Regions from separate parts of the Sus scrofa genome. Here region 2 is linked to region 1. Evidence: chromatin contacts called from public Hi-C data. All regions are on one chromosome and are shown on one strand. Each heading gives the region's core, a stretch centred on a gene start, on an enhancer-like site or on the middle of the called end of the contact. The rest is flanking DNA. Distances are from core to core; before and after follow the strand shown.

Region 1 (5,310 bases), core at 640-3,139:
GGAACTCCCATATATAATTTATCACAGTTATACCCATCCTCTTGATCGTACCTTTCTGTGAGTGCTGACACACTGGTGTACGTCCACCGTCAAGACCAAGATCCCCAGCAACTCCATTACCTCCTCACAGGCATCTCTGTGGTCGACCCCTCTCCCTTCTTCCCAGCTCCAGATCTGCCTTGGGTCCTTCTCATCTGCCCACTCCAGAAAGTCATATAAATGGAAACGTACTCAGCCCTCCGAATCTGGCTTCCCCCGCCAACCTACCCTTCAACACCAGAGTGAGTTTTCTAAAATATAAGTCTGCCCCTCTTCTGTGCCTCTACTTAAAGCCCAGATGGACCCTGCAGAGTCTGGCCTCTGCCCATAGTTCCTGCTGGTCTGGACAGACAGGATGGATGGCTCTTAAACCTGGTTTACAGAACAACCACCGGAGGGCTTGTCAATACCACACATTCCTGGGTCTTGGCCCCAGAGACCAAGATTCAGTAGTTGGGGAGGGGCCCAGGGACCTGTTTTTTTACACAAGCCTAGAGAGCGTTGGAGGCTGTGGTCACAGGCCACACTTTGAGAAACAGCTGTGTACAAAGCCTTTCGCCACACCTTCCATACCTGCTCAGCCACACCTGTAAGGCCTCCTGTCCTTCCTTCTCCACCCCCATTCTGCCTCTAGATGCTCTGTCCCCTTTTGCCAAGGGCTTTGGCGCTTGTTCTGTCATCATGAAAGGTGACATTCCCATCCATCAATCCACTTCTGTCCCCTGCCCCAAGACAACTTCCCCCCTGCTCCAGGGTCACTTCCATGGAGAAGTCTTTCCCAACCTCCCAGGTAAGTTGTTCTCCCAGTGTAGTTGTCTCGTGCCATTTCTTATTATTTGTGTATTCTTTGATTAACATAAGTCTTTGTGATGGAGCTGCATGAAGATAAGGGCAGGTCATTTTGTTGTATCCCCAGTGCCAAGCATGGGGTTTGCATATAGTAGGTACGTAACAAATATTAGTCAAGTGAATGAAGGAGTGACTGAGTGAATGGTCTACTGCGCTTTGCACAAACGCTTCTGTGGCCCAGGTGACCTCGCCCCTCCCTCACTTCTTGGCTTAGTCCTCTCATACTGGTTTTTCCAAGGAAAACCCAGTTTGGAGAAAGTTGAGCCTGGAGCCACTCCTCCACGCCCCCCCCCGGGGGGGGCAGACCTCTTATCACCCCTATGAATTGTTTGTTTATCCAACTGTCACCCGCTTGGGCTGGGAGGTGGCTACTGTCTTTGATCTCAGCCTCTCAGGCGGGCTCTTCACCGTTGTGTTTGCCTAGTGCTGAAGGAGAGCGCAAGGGGAGTCCCCTAGCACCTGGCCAGAGCTTTCCCCAAATCACTCCTCTCACCAGGGGACCTCGTCTAACCCCTTGGATTTCAGGAGACTGAGACCCTGGACTTTGCTCAGAAGACAGGATTTAGCCCAGGTGCCTCCGAGGGGCCAGGATGCAGGCTGGGTGGCCAGACTGTGGCTGGAGGTCAAGGGGCAGGCCAAGTTGCTGGACACCCCTCTGGCTGGCCTCCGGCTTTCGAAGAGTCGCCCTTTGCCCCAGGGGGGTAGGCCCCAGAGCTGCAGTCAAGCCCCCTAAATTGGCCAATGAACATTCCAGGTTTGGGAAGGGTGGGCGGGGCCCTTTCCCCTGACCTTCTAGCCCCCAGCCTCTCCCTCCCAGGTGGTGAGGACCTTCGCTCTCGGGCTGCTCAGTTCAGTTCAATCGCCTCTCCCCAGTCACCTGCTGCCAGCCTAAGGACAAAAACAATCCCAGCCAGCGTAGTGTTGGGGAGGCCCCGCCCCTCCTCCTGGGCTTCCTCCTCCCACGCCCCTCCCCCGTGCCCCGCCCCCACCTGCCCAAGATAATTTGTTTCCCTGGGCAAGGTGCCTGGACAACAGGGCTCAGCCTTCCCCCTCCTTCTGTGCCCAAAGTCAGGACACCCTCCTACCACCTGTAGAATAGAGGGAGCCGATTTGAAATCAAGTCCAGGTACCTGAGGTTCCTAGACAGAGCCGGACTTCAGCCCCTGTGTCCTGCGACTCCTGCTGGGGCTCTTCCAGGTAAGGGGACGGAGATTCGTCCCAGAAGACAACTTGCTCCCACCTCTAGCCGCACCAGGGCCCCAGGCTGTGCCAGTCTCAGGGCCAAGAGCTGGCTGGCTGGCTGCCCAGGTGGGCGGCCAGGCGTCTGCCTGGCTCCCCCTTCCCTTCCTCGCTCAGTGATGTCAGGCCAGGGCGGGGACAGGAGGAGGACAGGTAGTTAAGGGCTTGGCGTCTTCCTCCTTAAATCGGTGGCCCCAGCCCGGTGTACCAACGCCCAGGGTCCAGGTAAGGACCAAAGCGGACACTTCATCTTGGGGGTGGGGAGCCCCAGGGTCCATATGGAAAAAGATTCGGCCTCCTGCTGGGTTGCTCTGGCGGCCTCACTTTCTCTTTTCCTCCAGCCTCCCATCCCGCCCCCTCCTCACCAGCTGCCCTCAGTCTTTCCCTACTCTCATCTCCTGCCCTCCCGGCTCCTCCCGACCCTCTCCGCAACTCCCCGCACCCAGGTCGCCCCCATCCCAAACGCACACTCACCAGCTGACGGGGCCGGGAAGCGAGATCACAGATTCTCGCCTCCTGGAGACGCGGTTTTCCCGCTGAAACTAGCCCCTCCCCACATTCCCAGAAAGAGAGCTGAGAGGGGAGGGTCCAGATACCGAGGGAGCTGCCCCAAGTCTCTCTCTTGCTCTGTCTGATTTGACCGCAGCTTGAGTTCCCCCAAGTCTTTATGAAAGAGTCGTCTCCGCGGGGGCCACGGGGGCACCCTCAATTTGGAGGGCAGTAAGGGACAAGGATTCCCTAAACTGCCAGAACGCCGTCTCTCTGGAGTGTAGCCCCCACTCGGCCACAAGGATGCCCTCGGATGGGACGGTGGGGGTGGGCAGGCGGGGGGTCCCTCCTGGCTTCCGAAAGATGTGGTCTCGGTAGACTGGAGGGTTAGATGCGGGGGGATCCGCAGTGCCGTGTGCGTGTGTGTGTGTGTGTGGTGGGGGGTGCTGGGGAGTGTGTGCGCGCGTGCCTGGGGCGGGGGCGAGTGCCTTGTCTGAAGCGGCTGGGGAAAGACCCGGGTCCGAGTCTGGGCCTCCCGGGCAGGTCGGGGATGGAGAGTGCACCTGCCCGCCATCGTCAGTCCTTCCAACCCCGCTGTCCCTCGGGATTGCCCCCTCTTGGTCTGCCCGTCCTGGACTCTGCTCTCCCCTCTCCCCCTGCTCTCCTGCTGGGGGGGCCCCCCGTGAAGGCAAGCGGCCTGTAATGATTAACTTCGCAGACACTCTAGCATTCTTCCCAAATTAAACTTTAAAAGAGCTGCCCCCCCTCACTCCCATTGGGTGTTTTTTCCCCTTAGTGAGGGAGTGGGCGGGGCCTCAGGGTCCCGGGCCCTCCCCCCAACTCCGGGTCACCTAGGGGTTTCCCGCCTCCTCACCTGGGCCCTCGCCCTAAGAGCTCCCCGACAGGTAAGGCCTCCCCCCCGCTCCAGGGAGGGGGCGCGGGGTCCTGGGCCTGGAGGGCGCCTTCCCGCCTCCTCCCGGCGGGGGTTCAGGCTTCGGCTGTTCCGGCCCCTCCCCCCACCTGGGAGGCACGGAAGGTGGCCTTGTTTTCTCCCGGCCCTAGACTGTGGGCCCTGCCACCCGCCCTCGGGGCCAGCCAGGTGGGGCCAGATTCAGGAAGTAAACAAGGAGGCAGGAGGCCGGGAGGGCGGGCAAGAGGGTGGGGCTGGAGCCGCCGGGACAGGAGAGGCTCCTGGGGAAGCCGCAGGTACGAGCGAGACGCAGTGTTGAGGGGACAGATGGAGTTGCGAGGCTAGTTGTTTAAACAGAGCCTTTAGCGAGGGACCCAGTTTGAAAGCTTGAGAGTCTTGTGGATGCGGAGGGGGCTGGGTGGGGGGGTGCGCTGCCCAGGCTCCAGGGCTAGGACCCGGTTCTACTCCCACCTCATCTCTCTTGCAGCCCCTCCCCTAGTCCTCCCTGGAATAAAGTCACCAGGGCTGTTTGCCAGAGAGGAGGCTGGGGGTGGGAGGGGGCCCTGTGTTTGGTGTGGATGGGCGCCCGGTGGGCGTGGGGTCCCCTTTCCGGCAGGACCCTGCTCTCCCTCCCTGCCGGCCTGTCAGTCCTCTTGTATGTTCTTGACTTTCTTTTTTCTTTCTTTCTTTCTTTTTTTTTTTTTTTTTTTTTTTTTTTGCTTTTTAGGGCCGCACCCACAGCATATGGAAGTTCCCAGGCTAGGGGTCAAATCGGAGCTGCAGCTGCCGGCCTACACCACAGGCACAGCAAAGAGGGATCCAAGCTCCGGGGCGGGGCCCTGACCTACAACACAGCTCACAGCAACGCCAGATCCTTTACCCACTGAGTGAGGCCAGGGATCGAACCCGCATCCTCCTGGACACTAGTCGGATTCTTTTCCCCTACACCACAACGGAAACTCCTGTTCTTGACTTTCCACTCCTGCTCCTGAGTACACCTCTGGCCAGACAGGCGAGGATGTTGCTGCATGTAGAGTGAGGGGCACCCCGGAGAGGTTAACTCCATTTCAGATGGGCTTCTGAATCCGGGCCAGGTCTTTTTTCTCTCCCTCCTGGGTGAGGGGGCTCTTGGGCTGGGCTAGTGGCCAGGAGCCCATAGTAGGTCCCATTGCCAGTCCCACCTGGACTGGAGGAGTGGAGCTGTGCCGCAGGTGGGGAGGAGAGATGAAGTCAGAGGAGCCTCAGGCCCTGCATCCTCCTCCCCCATCCTGTTCCCGGCCCTCCCCCATTCCTCCCAGGCGCCTATGTTGGGGGCGGGAGTGGAGGGGGTGGGTAGAGGCAGGGTTGTTTGTGCTTCTCCTAAGCCAGGAAGTTGTGCGGATGAGTCAAGGTTGAATGGAGAGCCCCAGGCAGTGCTGTCCCGCCCCACCCTGACTCACCTGTCTCCCCCTCCCACCAAAATCTTCATGCCCTCACTTAAAAGTCAGGGACCTGCTTCATCCTGGGGGCTGGGGGGATCCCTTTGGCCACTGGTCTAGCATCCCGAAAGCAGGCAGGGGGCTGAAGTTCTACCAGGTCTGCCCAGGTCTCGGCCCAGCCAAAAGGGTTTGGTTCCTGTGGAGGAGGGAGCTGCAATCCCTCTCTACCCTCCAAGGGGCATCTTTGCCCATCTCTAATATCCTTGCTTGTCCTGGGAGCCTTGTAGCATGTGCGAGTGATAAGACCCTGGCCTTGCCTGGGGTGGCCGGGCATCTTGAGACCAGCGGGTGGATACAACAGGTGCA
Region 2 (5,538 bases), core at 1,000-3,499, 110 kb before region 1:
AGACCCCATCTTCCAGGTCTAGCTGCCTTCCCAGCTGCCCCAGCCTGAGTCCAGCGAACTTTTTCTGATTCAGGACTGCCCAGAGCTCCAGTCCTTTTGGCAGAACCTCTATAAACAAGCCCTTCCTGGTCAAAGGTGCCTCAGCTGCTGTGGTCCCTAAGGTCTGCTCAGCTTGGATGGGCTCTGAGTTTCCACTGGGAGCCATGCCTCCTTGTCCTCTCATTACCCATCCAGCTGTCCTCTGTCCCCTTCATCCCAACCAGCTCCCCCCATCCCCAGTAACAGCAGGCACTGGCCCCTCAGCCTCACACTGGCCCAGTGGCCGCTGGGTTCCTGCCTAGGCCATGCCTTTCCTGTACCCCGCCCTTTTGTCTTTTTAGGGCTGTCCCCGAGGTATATGGAGGTTCCCAGGCTAGGGGTTTGAAATAGAGCTGTAGCCACTGGCCTACGCCACAGCCAGCAATGTGGGGTCTGAGCCGTGTCTGTGGCCTACATCACAGCTCACAGCAACGTCGGATCCTTAACCCACTGAGCAGGGCCAGGGATTGAACCCGCGTCCTCATGGATACCACTCTGGTTCGTTACCGCTGAGCCACAAGGGGAACTCCCCTGTGCCCCTTCTCAGTCTCAGGACCTTCTCATTTAACCCTCCCAAGGCACTGCCAAACTGGGCATGGTACCCGTTACACCCCACAACAAGCCATCTGAAGGAGGCATCTGGGCCGAGCCAGGGGCTGCCAGAGATGCCCACACCCCTGGGCCAGCAACCTGGCATCTGGCTCGTTCCAGACAAGCATAAAAGTCAACACACACAGCAGGACTGGAGCCAGGCCCCCGGGGGGTGGGGGAGTGTCCCTGGGTGACCAGGGCTTCCAGGGCGCATGGGCAAAGCACTGCCCTCCTGCCCCCCTCTCCTCCCTCCCAGACTTGGTGCTGACCCTGGAGCCCTGCCTTGTGCCCCTGACCCCATTTTCACAAGACTCCTCTGGCCTCTTGCTTCCTTTTCCCTCTGCCAAGGACCCAGCACGCTGGGGCTGGGCGTGGAAAAGTTGCTGGGTGGGGGAGGGGGACTCCAGACTGTTCCAGGCCGGAGCGTGACCCGGAGGGAAGAGGGCCAACACAAACAGAGCCCCAGGAAGACACACACACACACACACACACACACGTACACGTCTACACACCCCCCTCTCAGCACTCACCCTTCAGCCCCTCACCCCTCAGACACCCAGGGCCATCTCCTCCCCTTTCCCCCCTTCAGAGACATGCACACAAACACCTCTGCAGACAGAGGCTCACACCTCAGAAATGAGCACGTGCACACACACACACACACACACACACATGAACACCTCTCCCCTCAGCTCTGTTCCTGCATCGCACTCACACGTGTGATGGCACGTGTACTTACAGGCTGCCCCCCACCACCCCCAACTCTGCCCTCCTGAGCTGGCTCTGTCTCCCCCACTTTAGATGTGGAGAGAAAAGGCAGGAGACACGTGACTCCAGGGTGTACCTCAAGGCAGGGACACAGTCGCCACCCCTGACAGGACAGCTCCCCGGAGCACAACCGCATCCCCCTCTACTGTACAGGCTGGAGCTGTGGGTACAGTACCCCCCACCCCCCTGCAAGCTGGCACAGCCTGCCCATCACCTTGACAGACTCTGACATCCACCCCCACTCCACCCCCTCCCCCGCACACGCACAGTCTTCCCACAGCCTGCCACTCACACCCGCATCCTTGACACTCTGACACACTTACTCACTTAGACACACACACACCACACCGACCCCCCCCCCCAACTCGCTAGGTATAGGCACCACAGGGCCCCTGGCACTCACTCTCACAAACTCTCTGCCATGGTGACTGACACGTGTCCTCCCACGCACAACCCGCTCTTTCACGCTCACTCGATTTCTAGGACACCCCCATTCACAGCGTGACACGCTGGTGGTATTCTCTTCACGGCCTCGCAGGCCTCGCCGTGAAACTCCAAGTACCCAGGCCAGGAAGGGGTTAAAGCCAGAGTCCCGTGTCCCCGCTGCCCCGCTCCCCTCGGCCTCCCCCCCTGATCCTCCCGGCTGGACTCCATCAATAATGCAGCTTCAAGTTCTGGGGAGACCGCAGGGGGCCCCCAGCCCGCTCCCCCGGGTCCTGGCTCACAATCCCCACCCTCACCCGCGGAGAACACGCTTCTCCGTGCTCATTGGCCACTTTCTCCTGAGCCCTCCCACCAAGCACCCGGGCGCCAGTCCCAGGCCGAGGGGACGGGCTGGGGACCCCAAGGCTGGGGCCGGAGGGGGAGACTCGGAGAGGCGGAGAGAGGCAGAGTCAGAGACACGCGGAGAGGGAGCGAGGGGGACCGAGGCAGGGCGGAGAGAGACCCTGAGAGAGATCGAGGGGAGGAGAGCAGAGGCAGAGACCAGACCCGCGAGCCGGGGAGCCCGGGGTGCCGGCGCCAGGGGACCGAGGCACCGGCGAGCCCCGGAGCCCCGAGCCGGGACGCCCGGAGCCCCGCGGGGCAGGCGAGCGGGCGGCCGCCCCCGCCCCCGCCCCCGCCCGCGCCCGCCCCGAGCCGGCGCGGTATTTTTATCTGTGCGTGAACCGCCCTCCTCCTCCTCCCCGCCGCTCTCAGCCCGCTGTCGCCGAGCCGCCCGGAGCAGCGCGGGGGAGCCGAGCCGGGATCGCAGCCCCGGACCCCGCGGCGCGCGCCCCGCCCGCCGACCACCCGCCGGCCATGGACCCCAAGGACCGCAAGAAGATCCAGTTCTCCGTGCCCGCGCCCCCCAGCCAGCTCGACCCCCGCCAGGTGGAGATGGTAAGGGGGCAGCTCCCCACTCCCGGCAGCGCCCCCCTCCCTTCCAACACCCGGGCTCCTCTCTCTGCTCCCCGGGCTCAGAACCGGCCTGGGGGACCCGGGCGAAGGAGTCCCAGGCCCGCGTCCGACGTGGCGGGGGCGCCGGGCGGTGCTGCGTGAAGTTCGCCAGAAACTTTTGCCCGGGGCCCCTGTCCTCATCCCGGGAGGGAGGACTGTCCTCCGGACCCCGCACAGTGTCCTCCTTCCCGAGACTCCCACTAGGAGGACCACTGGTGCCGTCAGATGTGAGAAACGTGGTCCAATGACCCACTACACGGAGCCGCTCCGCGGCTGCCCTCGCCCCTCTCTGGCCGGCTCTCTAGTCCCACCCTGCATGCCTGGGCTCGGGGCTGGGGGCTGGGGTCTCCAGAGCCTTGCCGTCATCTCTAGGACCTCCTGGCAGGCAGGAGAAGAGCCACGACATGGGGAGGGGGGATGGTGACCAGACTTCCCGGAGGCCAGAACTCCTCGCCACTCCCGACAGCCTTGCTGGGCATGGGAGGCCTCCAGGGCGGGGGTGGGGGGTGATGGAGGGAGAGAAGAGGGTTCCACCCCCCCCAACCCAAATCTAGCCGTTCACCTGTTGCTGAGATGCCGCTGCCACCCAACAGAGCAGTGAGAGTGGGGCCAAGTCATTTGGGGGAGGGTAGAGGGGGCCATGGAGAGCCCGGCTGGGTCCCTCCCGAAAGCAACTTTCCGACTGGAGGGCAGTGCTGGGAGCTTGGCTGGGGGTGGAGGGGTGGCGGTTTCAGCTTAATTCACCTGGTTCTCTTTGTGCATTTCCCTGGAGCTCAGAGGGGACCTAATTAACTGACAGTTGGTCTGATTGCCAAGCTGGGGGGAAGGGGGGGAGTGACTGTGAGAGCTCAGTCCCCCCCCCCACTCTTCAGCTTGGTTCATGTACCAAACTTTTTGTTTTTTATGAGGACAGGGCAGAGTTCTGCACCCTGAGAAATACTGCCAGAGGGGCCCAGACCCAGGTCCCCAAAGACCACCCTTGGGGCCCCTGTGGACATGGGGCTCAGGTCCACACCTGAGCCTCTGTGGGAGGTTGGAGGTGCCTGCAGTGCTGGGCTCAGCCTCCCTTTGTGCCTGGATCCAGTTTCTCTGGAGCCCTTGCCTTGACCTTAGGTGGGCAGGGCCACATGGGTGTCATGGCTCCTGAGGTCTGATGTCTTCAAAAACAGGAGAAGAAGGACCTTGGGAGGGGAAGGACCCTGGAGTAGTCACGGAGTGGGATGGGCATCGGCTGGAAGCCAGTGATGGGTTGTTCTTGTTCCTTCTCTGCCTTGGTGTGCTGTGTGGCCTTGAGCTCTTTGCTGAACAGTTTCTGAGCCTAGGATTTTCACCTCGGTCAAAGGAGGGGGTTGGGTGAGCCATGGGGTTCCTTTCAGCTCTGACAGCCTTTGATGCAAAGGTTGCCTGGGGACTCCAAAGCACTGTCCCCTGCTTCCCCGGGGGGGGGGGGCCGGGGAGGGCTAGGGAGTGGGCTGCAGGTGTCTGTCCGCCTCTCCTTCCCTTCTCTTTCTCCATCTCCTTAGATCCGGCGCAGAAGACCAACCCCTGCCATGCTGTTCCGGCTCTCAGAGCACTCCTCTCCAGGTGGGCCCCTTCTCTGTCCCCTAGTCCCGGCCCAACCCTAACTCTGATGGCTTCTTGGGGCCCCTGCCAAAGTCCTATGTGTAAGAGACTGAGCAGAAGATAGGGGGATGGGTAAGGTCTGGGAGCCCAGCTCCACCAGTTTCGTTTATTGACCAGGCGCCTCCCAACACCAGGAAGGAAAGGGCATGGAGGTTGAACCATTGGGGAAAGTAATTTGGATTCTTTCTCTCTTCCCTCTCTTTCTCCCTCTTCTCCGTGCCTCCTGGCCTGCTCATTGGCGGTCTCCCACAGAGGAGGAGGCCTCCCCTCACCAGGTGAGTCTCCAGGGGCAGCTGGGAGGAGGGATGCCAGGGCCCTTTGGGATGGGGTGGAGGGGGTGACTTCCCAGCTGATGGCAAGGCACCCCCCACGAGGACATTAGCATATCAACTGGCACCTGGGTGAGAGAGTGCCTGGGGCCAGGATGCCACCAGCCAATCCTGAGCCTCCTCTGTCCTTGTCTGTCCTCTGCTCATGCTCAGCCTGGGCCTCCAGAACCCGGGGTTCTGCCCTGAGCCATGACTATGGAGTTCCGCCCAAAGCCACTGCGTGTAGCCTCAGCTGAGGGGCAGCGGGCACAGAGATTAGACTGGTCTGCCTGGGTTGCCCTGGAGGCATGGAATGGGGGGTGGTGAAGGGAGCGCCTCTGTGAGCCCATTTAACCTGGCACTTCCCCAGCAGAGAGCTGCAGGAGAGGGGCACCACCTCAAGTCGAAGAGACCCAACCCCTGTGCCTACACTCCCCCTTCGCTGAAAGGTACTCCCCTTCCACCCATCAGTCTGCCTGTCCCCTTGGCCCCTGGAACTGAGCTGACCGTGGGTGTGTGTGTGAAATCCTGAGCTTTTGTCCATGGGGAGGTATTGTCTGTGTACCCACCTTAATCCCGTCTTACAAACCAATGCTTTCTTAATTTGGCCTTGTAAACAGAAGGAGCCCAGAGGCTGAAAAGGGGGGTGTGGGTTAAAGTCAGGTTATGGGGTTGAACAAAAAGAGGTAGCTGCCCGCGCGTAACAAGTACGTGCCAACCTAAAGAGACTCAG

Evidence for each region. Hi-C and Micro-C count contacts between places; a contact is called where the count stands out from the background.
Region 2: a contact with region 1 is called in a Hi-C map of skeletal muscle, with 3 times the contacts expected there. The contact joins the promoter of PPP1R1B here to the promoter of GRB7 in region 1. A contact is called at or near these places in 2 of 5 promoter capture datasets (fetal skeletal muscle and liver), 5 of 47 Hi-C or Micro-C datasets (blood, heart right ventricle and skeletal muscle) and 1 of 2 datasets of contacts at active chromatin or transcription factors (skeletal muscle).

What each region holds. Positions count from the first base shown.
Region 1 is chr12:22,579,965-22,585,274 of Sscrofa11.1, reverse strand. GRB7 (growth factor receptor-bound protein 7) reads left to right here and starts at 1,889. Exons shown (of 15, transcript XM_021067040.1): 1 at 1,889-2,085.
Region 2 is chr12:22,687,689-22,693,226 of Sscrofa11.1, reverse strand. PPP1R1B (protein phosphatase 1 regulatory subunit 1B) reads left to right here and starts at 2,249. Exons shown (of 6, transcript XM_021067047.1): 1 at 2,249-2,817; 2 at 4,398-4,458; 3 at 4,750-4,772; 4 at 5,179-5,254. The coding sequence starts at 2,737.